Linked DNA regions of Hordeum vulgare: region 1 is linked to region 2. Evidence: chromatin contacts called from public Hi-C data. All regions are on one chromosome and are shown on one strand. The core of a region is the stretch at or near the end of the contact, and the rest is flanking DNA. Distances in the headings are between cores, read along the strand shown. Region 1 has its middle 30 kb from the start of LOC123414458. Region 2 holds the start of LOC123410479 (tricin synthase 1-like).

Region 1 (7,487 bases), core at 3,375-5,874, 460 kb after region 2:
CTATAAATGACATTAACTACAGCGGTATAACGTCTGACCGTTAGCCTCTCTGGAGTGGCTTCTGGCCTTCTATGTCGACTGGCTTCTGGTCTTTACCAAGTGGAATCCAGTCATCGAGCATTAGGTAATCTTCCAAGTGGTTCTTTACCGAGTGGATCAGAGGTTGTCTTAATTGAGTCGGTAAGCATCTTGCGATCCTTCAGCTAATAATGAGGTGCCCTTGGGTAGGACTTATAGGTCAGGCCTATGACCCTACCCTAGGTCTATAAGCCCGTCACCGATGACCATGAGATCATGCAACTCCCGGACAACAGAGGAATACCTTGTGTGTGTCAAATGTCGCAATGTTACTGGGTGACTATAAAGGTGCTCTACAGGTATCTCCAAAGGTGTCTCTTGGGTTGGCATGGATCAAGATTGTGATTTGTCACTCCGTGTGACGGAGAGGTATCTCGGGGCCCACTCGGTAATACAACATCAGAACAAGCCTTGCAAGCAATGTGACTTAGGAATTAGTTACGGGATCTTGTATTATAGAATGAGTAAAGAGACTTACGGGTAACGAGATTGAACTAGGTATGGAGATAGCGATGATCGAATCTCGGGCAAGTAACATACCGAAGGACAAAGGGAACAACATACAGGATTAAATGAATCCTTGACATAGAGGCTCAACCGATAGAGATATTCGTAGAATATGTAGGAGACAATATGGACATCGAGGTCCCGCTATTGGTTATTGACTGGGGTGTGTCTCACGTCATGTCTGCATAGTTCTCGAACCCGCAGGGCCTGCACACTTAAGGTTCGGTGACGTTTCGGTATTATTGAGTTATGTGTGTTTGGTAATTGAAAGTTGTTTGGAGTCCCGCATGAGATCCCGGACATCACGCGGAGCCCTGGATGGTCCGGAGGTAAAGATTGATATATAGGAAAGTGGGTTTTGAACTCCGAAAAAGTTTCGGGCATTTCCGGCAGTGTACCGGGTGTGACGAATGGGTTTTGGGGGTCCACCAAGTGGGCCCACCCAACCCAAAGGGCCTCATGGGCTGTGCGAGGACGTGGACCAGCCCTTAGTGGTCTGGCCGAAGCCTCCACTAAAGCCCAAGGCGGATTGGAGGTGGGAAGGAAAGAAACCCAAAGGTGGAAAAGGTGGAAAGGGTTTCCAAGTAGATAGGAGGAATCCTATTCCTAGTAGGATTGGAGTAGGACTCCTCCACCTCCAATTTTTTCTAAACCTTGAGGGTTTGAGGCTGCCTCCTCCCCTCCCTCCCTCCTATATATACTAGTGGTCTTAGAGGTGAGGGCTAACCCTAATTGTCACGTGCTCCCTCTACTTCTCTCGAGATCTGTTTCTCCTCTAGTCTAGTTAAGCGGTGCTTAGGCGAAGCCCTACTGTATTAGTTCACAACCACCACCACCACGCCGTCGTGCTGGAGAACTCATCTACCTCTCCGGCCCTCTTGCTGGATCAAGAAGGCGGGGATCGTCATCGAGTTGTACGTGTGCTGAACGCGGAGGTGTCGTCCGTTCGGCACTAGATCGGCATGGATCGTGATGGGATCGCGGCACAGATCGTGATGAGATCGCGGGACGGGCTGCGATTTGGATAGCGAAGATGTTCCACTACATCAACCGCGTTATATACGCTTCCGCTTAGCAAGGGTATGTAGATTCACTCTCCTCTCTCATAGATCATCACCACCATGGATAGATATTGCGTGTGTGTAGGAAATTTTTGTTTCCCATGCGACGTTCCCCAACAGAGTCTTCTTGCTCAAAGCTTTTGTCGATCTTATTCCTTCCTTGCATCAAAGGGGCATCTCCACACAATCTTATAGCCAAAGCATCTTTGAACTTTTCTGAAATGTACTTGGATAAATTCATTAGTCGGATGATGCATATGTTGTAATTAATTACCAAAACCATCTTAGGAAGCAACTGTGCTTTCAGAGGCTGAACTGCCCCGGCAAAAAAAAGGCTGACACGGCAAGAGGGTGCCACACTAATAACGTTGTTGTCGTTAAAGTCATCCACCTCGATGTCGAATTGCTGCGTGCAGCGATGACATGCATACCGCTCATTGCAGTTTGCACAAAGATGTTGTTGGCCACTACTGTTGATAGACACCTCATCACTGCTGCCGAAGGTTTTCCCTCTTTCTTCACTATGGTTGAAGGCATGATGGTCATGGCACAAACCCATAGGATAGCAATTGATGGCAAAGCAGTAGTTGGCTCTGATACTAGCCCCTTCCCAGCCCCTCCTTATGGCTTAGTTACTTCATAAGTGAAGTTTATGTGGGTAAATTGGGTGTGGATAAACTGTTTTTAAGTTAGTATTATCTGCCCATACCTGAATTCTTTGGGTGTTATTTCATACTCATACCTACCCACATAGTTTGCGCATGGATTTGAATAGGCCGTTCTTACCTATTTGCAGGCCCTTAAATATGTGCTACACAACGTAAGTTACTTATAGTATTCATTTATCAGTTGCATGTTAACTAACAACAGCTATATAATATCCTTGGTGAAGCTTAGCTGGAGCCAGCATCTTGGGATAATATGACACGTGAGATGATGCATATTTTCTCCTTAAAGTTAGCTATATCTCCTATCAACAGTGGTTCAATACAGTTATATGGATACATTGCGGCACGAGATGAATATGACTTAAGGCTTAATTATATTTTCAATCGGAGCAGAGAAGATCCCATCATCGTACAACAGGTGAATATCAATACTTATCTGCATCCATTGTACATTACATCCAGTAAATAATGAGATCGAAATCGATGTACTCCCTTTTCCCAATGTCAAGGCATGCTTAACTTTTCACTATCTTCGATTCTGACTTTGACCGGTAATATATACCAACATACATGAAAAGGACATACTTGAATGGCATCTTTCATTTATCTTAAAAATTATTTTTATGCTATATTTCCTTACACTAACTTTACAGACATATTATGAGCAAAAATCTTTTTCAATCTCGTACATTGAAGACTGCAAGAATCAAGTGCGCCATACATTTCAGGGAGGGAGTACTTCTGATGGCATACTACAAGCTCCTAATATTCTTCCAGTAATAGATGCTTGGATAGTGTTATATAGCCCATGGGGTAAAAGTAACAGACGGATTACTGTGTTGGTGGTCATAACAGCAGGAGTACCGGAAAGCTTAAGGTTTTGTTGTGCTATCCCTGTTACTGTGCCTGGAGTGGCCCAGTTCCACCCCTTCAAAATAGCCTTCGACTTGAAGAATTAGTCTGTTCTTGCTGGCGTCCATTGCATGGCAGACTCGCAGGTCATAACTGCCAGTTCTCGCTGCTGAGTTGCCTTCAGGAAGATGAGTCGAAGCGTGGCTGCTACCTTGTAGGGTTAAAGTGCATTCTGCTTAACCGATGCCTGCAGCATTCGGTCATGGGCCGGCCCATCAGGGAGGAGGGGGTTTCGGTTTTGTGAAGGTTCCGAAAGTTTTTTAGATGGGTTTTTTTATTTAGTTTTCAGGACTGGTTTTTCTTCGGGTTTTTTTTTCTTTACTATTTGTATTACTTTTTCATTTTCATATTAATTTTCTTATATTTTTTACATTTTTTTTAAAAAAAACACACCCATTTTCTGTTTAACTTTTTTTCCAAACGAACAAATATTTTTCCAAATCAATGAACCCTTTTCAGAATTTTACGAATTTTTTATGGATATTCTATGAACTTTTTTGAATATTGATGATTTTTTTAAATTATGATGACCCTTTTTTATATTGGATGAACTTTTTTAAAAACTGATGAACTATTTTTCAATTTGTGAACTTTTTTCAAATTCGATGAACTTGTTTAAAAAATGATGAATTTTTATCAAATTTGATGAACTATTTTTCAAAATAGGTGACTTTTTTTCCAACATCTATGAACCTTTTCAAATTTGATGAATTTTTTCTAAAAAAAATGATGAACTTTTAATAAAATTCGATGATTTTTTTAAATAAGTGAACGTTTTTCAAAAAATATGACCTTTTATCAAATTTGGTGAACTTTTTCTAAAAATCAGCGAACGTTTTGAAAAATATGATGAAGATTTTTGTGTAATCGATGAACTTTTTTTTAAAATCGGTGAATGTTTTTCCAAAAAATGATGAACTTTTATCAAATTTTATAAAAAAATTTAAAAAATCGGTGAACGTTTTTTAAAATAAGATGAACATTTTTTCGGAATCGATGAACTTTTCAAAAAAAAATCGGTCAACGTTTTTCAAAAAATGATGAACTTTTATCAAATTTGATGAACTTTTTTAAAAATCGGTGAAGGTTTATTAAAGTACGATGAACGTTTTTTCGGATTTGATGAACTTTTTTCAAATTCTAATAAACTTTCTTTAAATTTGTGATTTGTTTTTAATAAATCTATGAACTTTTTAATTTACAAAATATATTCAAAATTGTAAAAAAACAAAAACGGTCTTTTTCCTGAACTAATAATACACCACATCCATTAAAAAATCAACAAGCCTAGCAAAAACGAACGGTAGTGGATTTACTTAGTGGGTCGCGGCCCGTTTCTGGGCGTTGTAGGCGTGAGTTGCCCGAACCGGCGCTTGAAGTGTCGATTAGGAGCTCCCTTGGGTTGGGACCTGGCAGCATTTACTTGGGCCTTGGGGAGTTACGGAGTTAGGTGGTATGGCCCATAGAGGTTGTTACTTCAGTTTAATTGAGTAACCTCGTTGTAGGACCGAGGTGAGCAATATTATACCGAGAGCAACTAGTTAGCGAGCGCTCCCTCGCGAGCCTTCCAGCGATCGCTCTCGCGCGCTGTCAGTTGGCGCGTTTCCAGCCGTCGCTACGTGTCGTGCTCTGAGCGTTCTCTTTGGATTTTGTTTTATTCATTATTTTTTCGCACGCGTTTTCTCCTTTTTTGAGTGGTTTTTTTCGAATTTTTTGTGTTATGGTTTTTCACCGGTCTTTCGTAACTTTTGGACGAAAAAAAATCACGAAAAAAGCATTTTTTGTTTTTTTACGCCGAAAACTCGTTTTTTGTTTTTTTCTGCGAGAGACGCGGTTTTGCCTTCGCGAGAGGCACGGCCGTGCCTCTCGGAAAGGAAAAAAACACATTTTCAATTTTTTGCGAGAGACACGGTTTTTTTTCACGAAAGACACGATTTTGCCTTCGCAAGGGGCATGTCCGTGCCTTTCGGAAAGGAAAAAAGCGTTTTCTGTTTTTTTACGAGAGGCACGGTTTTGCTTCCGCGAAAGGCACCATTTTGCCTTCGCGAGAGGCACGCCCTTGCCTCTCCCGAAAGGAGAAAAACGCGTTTTCTGTTTTTCTTTTTTGCGAGCTCCACAGTTTTGCTTCCGCGAAAGGCACGGTTTTGCCTTTCCGAGAGGCACGCCCGTGCATCTCGTGAAAAGGGAAAAACGCGTTTTTTGCTCTCTCTTTTATCCATGAGAGGCACGGTTTTGCTTTCGCAAGAGACACGGTTTTTCCTTCACGAGAGGCATGGTTTTTTTGTCCGGTTTTTTTCTATCACGTGAGGCATGGTTTTTTTGTCCGTTTTTTTCTTCCGGTTTTTTTATGAAAAAAAAGTTCGTCAAAACCTATCAACATGGGATCTAGTTTTGAAGATCTCGACGCAAGAAGCCAATGGTGAAAACGGTTCGAGATTTGAACGCACGGTTTAGGAGACAAAACGTATTGAAAATACGAATCTACGAAAAATAGGAAAAACTCCCACGTTGCGACAAGTGGCACGCATGTAATGCGTCACTTGTCACAACCTGTGAAGATGAAAGTAATCGTTAGAAGGTGTATTCGCTAACTAGTGATTTCGTATTATACCAGGTCTATAATGCAACTGAAGAACCAAAGACCGGATTAGCTTGTTATGCCCACCCTATTCATACCCTGCAATCCTACATCCTCTGGATTGAACATGAGAGAACAGTGGATGTTACGACCCCTGAGGGTCAAGGGGGTAATTAGCTAAATTACATTTCATATAAGTTAGTGCCTCATGGGTCTGCATTTTCCTGATGCGCAGAGAACCACCACGTAAAGCGAGAACGTCTAATAATCTGATGGATATTTTAGACCTGAGTGCGTTTTTTTTTACTATGGTCTGTTTAGCGAACGTTTTGAGTTTGTGAAAAACTACTAATTTGCTTGTTTCTTGATCTGTTGGCATCATTTGCAAGATAAGTATTTAACTTCAGTTTTTTTGTTGTATGAAGTACTAACAACAATAGTTTTACAGGGTTCTTTGATTGAAATGACCGGACCTAAGAGAGGCATTGCATTTTACTGTGATGTTCTACTTGAGCTTGACATGAGGATCGAGAACGGAGAAAACGAAGGAGATGACACACAGTTGATTGATGGAATGTCGGAATTTCGTGGACTATTAATGCCATGGGAACCAACTGAAATTCCCATCAACGGTGATTGTGCCACAGTTGAGATGTCTGCTGCACTTGTTAGTTATGCAGTTGCGGCCATTGTAGAAGTTATCATATCAGAACCGCACGGTGTCTTTCATCTATCCCTCAGTTCCATCGTTTGTGTTGTGGAGGAACATGAATTCCAGCTTTTTCATGGCTCCGCTAGTGACTGGTGTGGCGCAAGGAGGTTTGTGATTGTTGTTACGGTAAATACTATGTTGCATTTGAAGTTCATGGTTGGTGAGAGAGGCGCAAACGGTCACATTGAAGACACTTGTTCCTTCAAGGCCAAGCTAAACGGAGATGCCAGGCATCTAATGAATTTTGAGGTTGCCTCTATCTTGACGATAGTGACATGGGCGGCGTGGCCTCATGGAATGTTTTATTGAATAGATATTGATGGTTGCCTTTGTATTGGAACCGGGTATTGTTATACTCAATTCCTATTTCAATACTGTTTTCTAGTAAGTGTGTTTTATGCTTCGTTATGTTCACATCACATATTGATCCGAGAGGCATTACGCATGACAAATGTGTAACATCAAACCTGATTCCTTGAACTTTTGGCCATTATGTGGATGACGAATGCAGGATGTAACTGAGAAATTGTTGATGTTAGCAAAGATTTCATTGAAACTCAAAATACAAAATGTTTTGATCTGATTTAAAAATCTTTTCACATATCATCATGAGTGGACATTCGAAACTAGATTCCATGATGGTATGTTTTGATGATTCTTTTTTTCACATAAAAAGTTATATTGTTCCTCATATTGTTCATATGTTTTTACCGGCAACATTATGTTGGTTGTTCGAACTACAACCTATGTAACTACATCAATATTAATGTTTTTGCTACGACCTAGCAAGTTGATCAACTTGCATCGTGCCATGGTGATAATTTATCATAATCAAGCTGGTAACTATATTAAACTAGTATAATGCCCGACCTTTGCACATGTCATGAATATATTTTTATCAGTTACACACATAATCATATATTCATAATGCATGTTAAAATTTGCATGCATATAAATTATAGCATGTAATA
Region 2 (7,408 bases), core at 4,718-7,217:
GAGAAAATAGGGTGGCAATATCATTTAATTTCGTAAGATGTGCCACAACAATTTCATTTTCATAACCATGGAAAGGACCAGATTCTACCAAAGTGATTAATTCAGGATCAACTAAGAATTCATAATATTTACATCAACACATATAGGAGAAGTAGAAAACTTAGGATCACATTTCATTTTCTCCATCATAGATTTTTCTTTGAGCTTACATAGCAATTTCTTTAGGTCATCTCTATCATTACAAGCAAGAGAGTCTCTAGCTATCTCCCCACCTCAAAGTTATATTTTCGATCAATCTATTGAGCCATCCCTATAAGTATCACAAACAACCCTAGTGTCCATACTGCAATATAACCATATGATACACATCAATCAACTCTAATGTCACCTAGATACTCCAATGTCACACAAAATATTGGTTACCCACAAGTATAGGGGATCGAAACAGTCTTCATGGGTCGTATTAGACCCTGATTTATTGATTTGACATAAGGGGAGCCACAAAATACTTATTGGTCTTAGCAGTTGACTTGTCAATTTAACCACACCTCGAATATCTTTCTATAGAAGAGTTTTAGCAGCATAGCAAAATATTAGTACAAACAGTAATAATAGAAATTTGTAGTGCTTATAACAGCAGTAGGAGCAATAGTAACGTAACAAAGATCAATATGCGAAAAGTGTAGGCATTGGATCGGTGATAGATAATCGTATTAGATGTCATTCATCATGTAACAGTTACATACTAGAGCGACATAGAACTAGCTCCAATTCATCAATGTAATGTAGGCATGTATTCTGTATATAGTCATACGTGCTTATAGTAAGAACTTGCATGACATTTTTTGTCCTACCCTCCTGTGGCAACGGGGTTCATAAGGAAATCTAAGGGATATTAAGGCCTCCTTTTAATATAGAAATGGAACAAAGCATTAAAACATAGAGAATACATGAACGCCTCAAACTATGGTAATCACCGGAAAGAATCCCAATTATTGTCACCTTGGGGTATGCGGATCATGCCACGTAATAGGTGCGTACAACTTGCAAGATATGATCCAAAACACTCTCATATTTGTGAAAACATAATAGGTTCAGATATGAAACCATGGCTCTCGGGCCCTAGTAACAAGCATTAAGCATAGCAAAGTCATAACAACATCAATCTCCAAACATAGTGGATACTAGGGATCAAAACCTATCAAAATAAGTTACTTACATGACAAATCTCATCCAATCCAATCACCGTCCAACAAGCCTACAAAGCAATTACTCACTCCCGATGGCGGGCACCATTGAATTGTTGATAGAGAAGGGTTGGTGATGATGGCGGCGACGAATCCCCCTCTTCGGAGCTCCAATTGGACACCAGATCAGACCTCCCGAGGAAGAACAGGAGGTGGCGGCGGCTCTGTCTCGTAGAACATGATGAAAACTTCTTTCCTTTTTATTCTCGGTGAATAGGAATTTGTAGGCTTGGAATTAAGGTCAGGGGAGCCGTGTGGGCGCCACAAGGCATCTGGGCACGCCGAGGGGGTGGACGCGCCCTATTGCCTTGTGAGCAACTAGTACCCCCCCTCCGGTGGTTCTTTGCTCCAATTTTCGTCCAATTTCGGGAACTTTTATTTCTCCACAAAAAACACCATGGTAGTTCTACTGAAAACAACGTCAGTTTGGGTTGGTTTCATTCAAATCATGCAAATTAGAGTCCAAAACAAGAGCAAAAGTGTTTGTAAAAGTAGATATCTTTGGGATGTATCAAGTACTCATGAGTTAATTATTTTATATGCATCAAACAATTTCAGATTCATAACATGAAATCCAACACAAAGAACTTCTAAGAGTTGCCCAAAATTTTATGTCAGAGAAAGTAGGATGAAAACATGTACAAACTGTGTGCGATAATACCCCAATCTCGGCGCGGGAATCCGCAAGTTGATTACCAAAACATATATTAATTGACTCAATAAAATACCCCATTGTCACCACGGGTATCCACATGCAATACACATATCTAGTGTTCTCAAATGATCATATATGCAATTCGATAATAATGACACCTCAAAGGGTGAGACTTAATTCATCACAACAAATATAGAGAGGGAAGAACCCCATATGATCCGACAATATTAACAAAGCTCATGGTACATCAAGATTGTGTCATATCAAGATCACGAGAGAGTGAGAGAGAGAGCACATAGCTACTGGTACATACCCTCAGCCCCGATGGTGAACTACTCCCTCCTCGCCATGGAGGCAGCGAGGATGATCAAGATGGACTTCGGTGATGACTTCCCCATTTCAGTAGGGTGCCGGAATAGAGCTCCGGTTGAGGTCGCTTCGGATTAACTTTCAAGGGTTTCCGAATATATAAGAATTTTCAGCGCTGGATTCACGCAAAGAGGTGTCACAGGGCGCCTACAAGACATTAGGGCGCACCGACCCCCCTAGGGTGTGCCATGTTATCTTGTGGGGACCCTGTGGATCTTCTTCTACTTTCTCAAAGCTTCCCGGGTCTCTTTCCTTCGAGAAAAAAATCATCAAAAAGTTTCGTCACGTTTGGACTTCATTTGGTATGGATTTTCTGGAAAACCAAAAACATGCAGAAAAGAACAACTCGCACTGGGCACTAGGTTAATATGTTAGTCCATCAAAATCAAATAAAACTGTACCGAAACCCTAAAAAATTATTGCAAACATGGCATGAGTACTTGATAAATTTTAGATACGTTGGAGACGTATCAACCACAACCATAGATCCAATACGCGACACACAACAAAAGAGGAATGAGTGTCGGGAGTAGGTTTGGAAGGAATATCATGAACATGTGCAATATGTGGAGCAGCATCCTATCATCACCAATCGTAGTGTGGCATGTTCCAACATCAATGGGGATCCTTCAAGGGGAAGTGAACAAGGACGTAGGCTACTATTCACAAGTGCTTGGGTGCCCTCAAAGTGGGATGGAAGTGGTAACTCGCGTAAGCTAAGTTACTTCATCCTGTCGTCATTTGCATATGCTTGTTTTGTTGCATTCTCCTGCCCATACATATTTTGTTTGCTAGACGGTGGTGGCAGACACTATGTATCAAGAAACGGAGAAGAAGCAATTTCAATTTAGCCATTGTTGGTGATATTGAATGGCAAAGCAAATTGGAAAAAACTTAGGGTTGATCTCAAGGCTGGTAAGAAGAGTAATGATGGCTCAAGCTCCCACCAATCAATTGGGTTGGACAAAGAACAGCAAGATGTTGTAGTGGAGAATGGAAGCACCACCATGCCAAATGATAACCGACATGTGATGTGAAACAAGTGGGAGAAGGCAAGGGCCTCCTGTGCCGCCGCATCTACAAAAATGTCCTTCACATGGGCGGATATTTTTCGGTTACGAAGAACAAGAAATATGATAGGTACATGCTCATGTTGGATGCGCAAAACAGAGGATGAATTGGGACTAGAAGAGGGTGGAGAAGAAGCTAGAAATTGAGAGGGACAAGATCGAGTTGAAGAAGAAAGAGATGGCGATCAAATGGGAGCTCGAGAAGCCAAAACATTTATAAAGGTTGAGCTTGAGAATGAGAGGTTGAAAATCATACGGGACACGGAGGATGCGAAGATAATGCTGGTGAACGAAAGCCTCCTGTATGAGCATCCAAAGAAGTGACTTGTGAGGATGAAGGAGATCAATGAGCATAGGGAGTACTAGGCGGCGCGGGCGTCTATTGTAGCATCAATGAATGCAGCCACGATGCACGCGGATCAGGACGCAAGGATGGCCTTGGAGCATGCGACATGGATGGCGTCCGATGAGTGGTTCCGCCAGTCAACGAGTGATCTTCACACTCACACTTTAATCTTATTTTGGCATGTACAAATTTTGGAACTATGATTTGTTTTGCTTCATCGTTTTCTTTTGAACCGTTGAATTGAAATGATTTGTATCATATGATCGATGTGTATGGATTGTATAGATTCGACAATTCGCATTTAAAGTTTGTGAATGTGCGGTGTGAATGTGCGGCAACCCAAATAAGAGTAGTCTCACATTGTTAGCAGACGCGTCCGAACACGTCTCCAAACATATAGAGGGTAGGATTTGCAAAGTCGATTGTAGATGCTCTAACATAGAGTTTAAGAGCATCTACAACTGATCTTAACAAATTTGATCCTTTAAATAGAGTTTAAGAGCGTCTATAACTGATCTTAACAAATCTGATTCTTTAAACGTCTACGGACGTGTTCGGTTAGTGATCAAGCGTGTTCATTTTAATCTTTTATTTAGGCGTACATATATCTGCATTTCTCATTTTCTCATTTATAGAGTTGGTGGAGGCGAAAAAAGAAAAAATAATGAATAAAGAAAAAGAAAAAAAAGATCTGAGGTGGGTCGTTGGACTCGCCGGACTAATTAAACACGTCGGCGAGTCTTATATCTTATCTATATTTGTTTTTATATGGAAGTTCATGTACAAAAGTGATATTTCGATCTCTTTTTTTCCTTTGGTCACTGACCGGACGCCTGGGATGGCGGTTGTACAGCTCGCACAACATCGACCAGACAAGTCGCGGTGTCCCCGTCGCTGCATGTTGTTTAAATCAACACTTCATGTCGCTATACGTTACAGTACATCCGGCGTGTCTGACCTTCTCGCATTTAACAATGCAAGTGAGATAAACTTAACAATGAGGCGGGTGACAACGACATCCATATACGCGACCTCGTCATTGCAACACCATATTTAGTTTAAGAGTACAGTACATAAGTAGAACCACTCCTCCCTCTCCTCTCATCAAATTTCGAAAGCAAAAAAGTATTATTGAAAACTCGAAACCATCAGATGCTTCACGCTAGCCAGCGCTGGCAGGGAAAAATAATACAATTGATTAAGGGAAGCGGCTGGTAAGGAACGAAATCGACTCCACGCACGGCGGATCCCGATGCTTCACGCCGGACCTGACCGGACGCCCGTCTAGACGACGCGGCGGCAGATGGTGACGCCGTCGGCGATGGCGAGCTGGCAGACCTCGATGCGCGGGTCGGCGGCGAGCTTGGCGTTGAGGTCCCTGAGGGCGGCGGAGAAGCGGGTGTCGAGGTCGGACAAGGGCGTGCCCGCCGGCAGCGCCACCGTGCCGCCCCAGAGCGTGTTGTCGTAGATGATGGTGCCGCCGACGCGCACCAGCCGCAGCAGCTGCTCGTGGTAGCGCACGTAGTTGGGCTTGTCGGCGTCCACGAACGCGAAGTCGTAGCTGGCCGCGCCATCGTCCTCGGCGAGGAGCTCCTCCAGGCGCTCCAGGCCGGTGCCCTCGCGGAAGTCCACCTTGTGCGCCATGCCGGCCTTCTCGATGAAGGGGCGGCCCACCTCGTAGCACTCACGGTCGGTGTCGATGGCCACGATCTTGCCGTCCTCGGGGAGCGCCAGCGCGGTGGCCAGCAGCGAGTAGCCCGTGAACACGCCCACCTCGATCGTCTTCTTGGCCCCTGCCATCTTGATCAGCATCCCCAGCAGCTGCGCCTCGTCCGAGGACGACTGCATGTAACCCCTGAATCCAAAGAATCAGAGCCAGATCTATCAGCAACCACAAGTAACTAGCTAGTAACATCGATCAATCGAGATGGACGTGGGAGCGTGCATGCAGAGGAAGAAGATGATACTGTACGTACCAGGGGTGCTTGTCGGTGATGAGGCGCAGGTCGCGCATGCACTCGTGCTCGCGGGGGAACACGGTGGTGTCGAGGATGTAGGTGTAGAGGGCGTCGCTCTTGAGCAGCGTCTTGTTGGTGCTGTCGATGCCGCTGTGGACGTTGGCCACGGTGTTGTCTCCGCTGGGCGCCATGGCTCTGGTCGCTAGCTCTGCCTGGGTTGGTGGTGCCTGGGTAGCAGGGTAGGGGAATGAGTTGGATCGAGTGTCTGTCCACCCACAGCCTCGACGTGCCTGTATTTATCCACCGGCCGCTGGCGGGGTTGGTGTCCATGGATCCACCTACCAGAATACGCCCACTCGCCTTGTAAAAAGAGGAAACCATCGACCACTACCAGCTTTAGCACAGTATTTTTTCTCTTGCTTTAATTATTCTTTGTCTGGCGTGCCGGCCCCTCCAATCGTGCTAGCCCATGCCACATGCACGTATGGCGATGATCCATCACGATCAGATTCCTACCGCCACCTACCTGCTCCGCTGTGTATCGATCGTGGATGCAATTTTGATTAGGAAAATTGGGAGAGCGTCCATCAACGACTGAGGGACTGAGGGGGTGTTTCTTTCCAGAGATTTTTTTGATGTAGGGACTAAAAAAGTTCCTTTTAGTCTTATGTGAAAGAAACAGGAGGGACTTCTAGGAACTAAAATGGGTATTTGGAACTAAAGTAAGAAGTCCCTATGGGAGAGACTTTTTGGGACTTTTTTGACTCTTTTTCCAACAATGCCTCTACTTTTAGCATGTCATTTAATAACTTCTATTATATTACTAGGGATAACATGGTTTTTTTCATGTTATTTAATGACCTCTAGTCCATATTTAGTTCTTGGAAAGAAACAGATAGGAACTAGAGACTTTTTAGTTGAGACAAAAAAAAGTCCTTCGGCTTTTTAAAGAAACAGGACCTGAGCACGAAGCTTCAGTCGCTAATCATGCTTTCGAGTTTTCCACCCACCCCCACCCCACCCCCAACCCCAACCCCCACCACATGCCGCCCCACCGCGCTTTGGCTGTCAGCGCGGTGATCACCCCCTGGCTGGCGGTTGGTGAAAAATCTCCGATTTAAGGAGGCGCTTTGGCGTGCTGCTTTTCTTTTTCCGATGAAGTTTGGCGTGCTGCTTGCGGACAGAATTGATTATTGGGCAGATGCATCACGGGGCCAGCGAGTAAATCGAGCAGGACCCCTCTGCCTCCACCGGAGCGCTATACGTGTCTTGGTCGAAATACTGTAGCCTTCGAGCAGAGTGCAAGGCTAATAAGTAAAGTAGAGCCATCCCATCGAGTCGACGAGATTAAGTTGGCGCGAGGAAACCACCGATCGGCGTTCGGCGAACTGCAATGATGTGCCTCGCGCCGGTAGAGAACAAGATCACCGGCTTCTGCACGCAACGTTTGTCGGCGAGGACGGGTCCGTCGCGTGCGGAAGCAAGCCAGAGGACGGGACGAACGGACGATCGTGCCCACGTCGGTTGCAACCGCTCCGGACTAACTGCTATGCTATGATGGGAGCTCCAAGAGCAACTCCAATTGGCTGATTCATTTTATCCTTGCGTGTCTGTTTGCATCGTGACGGACAGAAAAGTATCCAAACTGGCACGTGTTTGCTTTTCCTCCGTCTACCGATTCATTTCCGGCTCATTATTTAGCTTGATTTGCATCGACGCGAACACGAGACGACACGCGCGACCAACTTCTTCGACGACGCCTG

Evidence for each region. Hi-C and Micro-C count contacts between places; a contact is called where the count stands out from the background.
Region 1: a Hi-C map of leaf shows a contact between it and region 2, with 3 times the contacts expected there. The contact joins the enhancer-like site here to the promoter of LOC123410479 in region 2. A contact is called at or near these places in 2 of 6 Hi-C or Micro-C datasets (leaf and seedling).

The regions. Positions count from the first base shown.
Region 1 is chr7H:162,192,542-162,200,028 of MorexV3_pseudomolecules_assembly, forward strand. No RefSeq gene overlaps it. Among protein-coding and RNA genes, the nearest start is that of LOC123414458, 30 kb to the right of the region's middle. Within about 2 kb of position 4,625, at least 1 of the 3 cell types and tissues checked has open chromatin away from gene starts, as enhancers often do. A contact at or near this core is called in leaf, where this site is marked.
Region 2 is chr7H:161,729,168-161,736,575 of MorexV3_pseudomolecules_assembly, forward strand. LOC123410479 (tricin synthase 1-like) reads right to left here and starts at 5,968. Exons shown (of 2, transcript XM_045103426.1): 1 at 5,664-5,968; 2 at 4,724-5,542. The coding sequence starts at 5,836. The coding sequence ends at 4,972.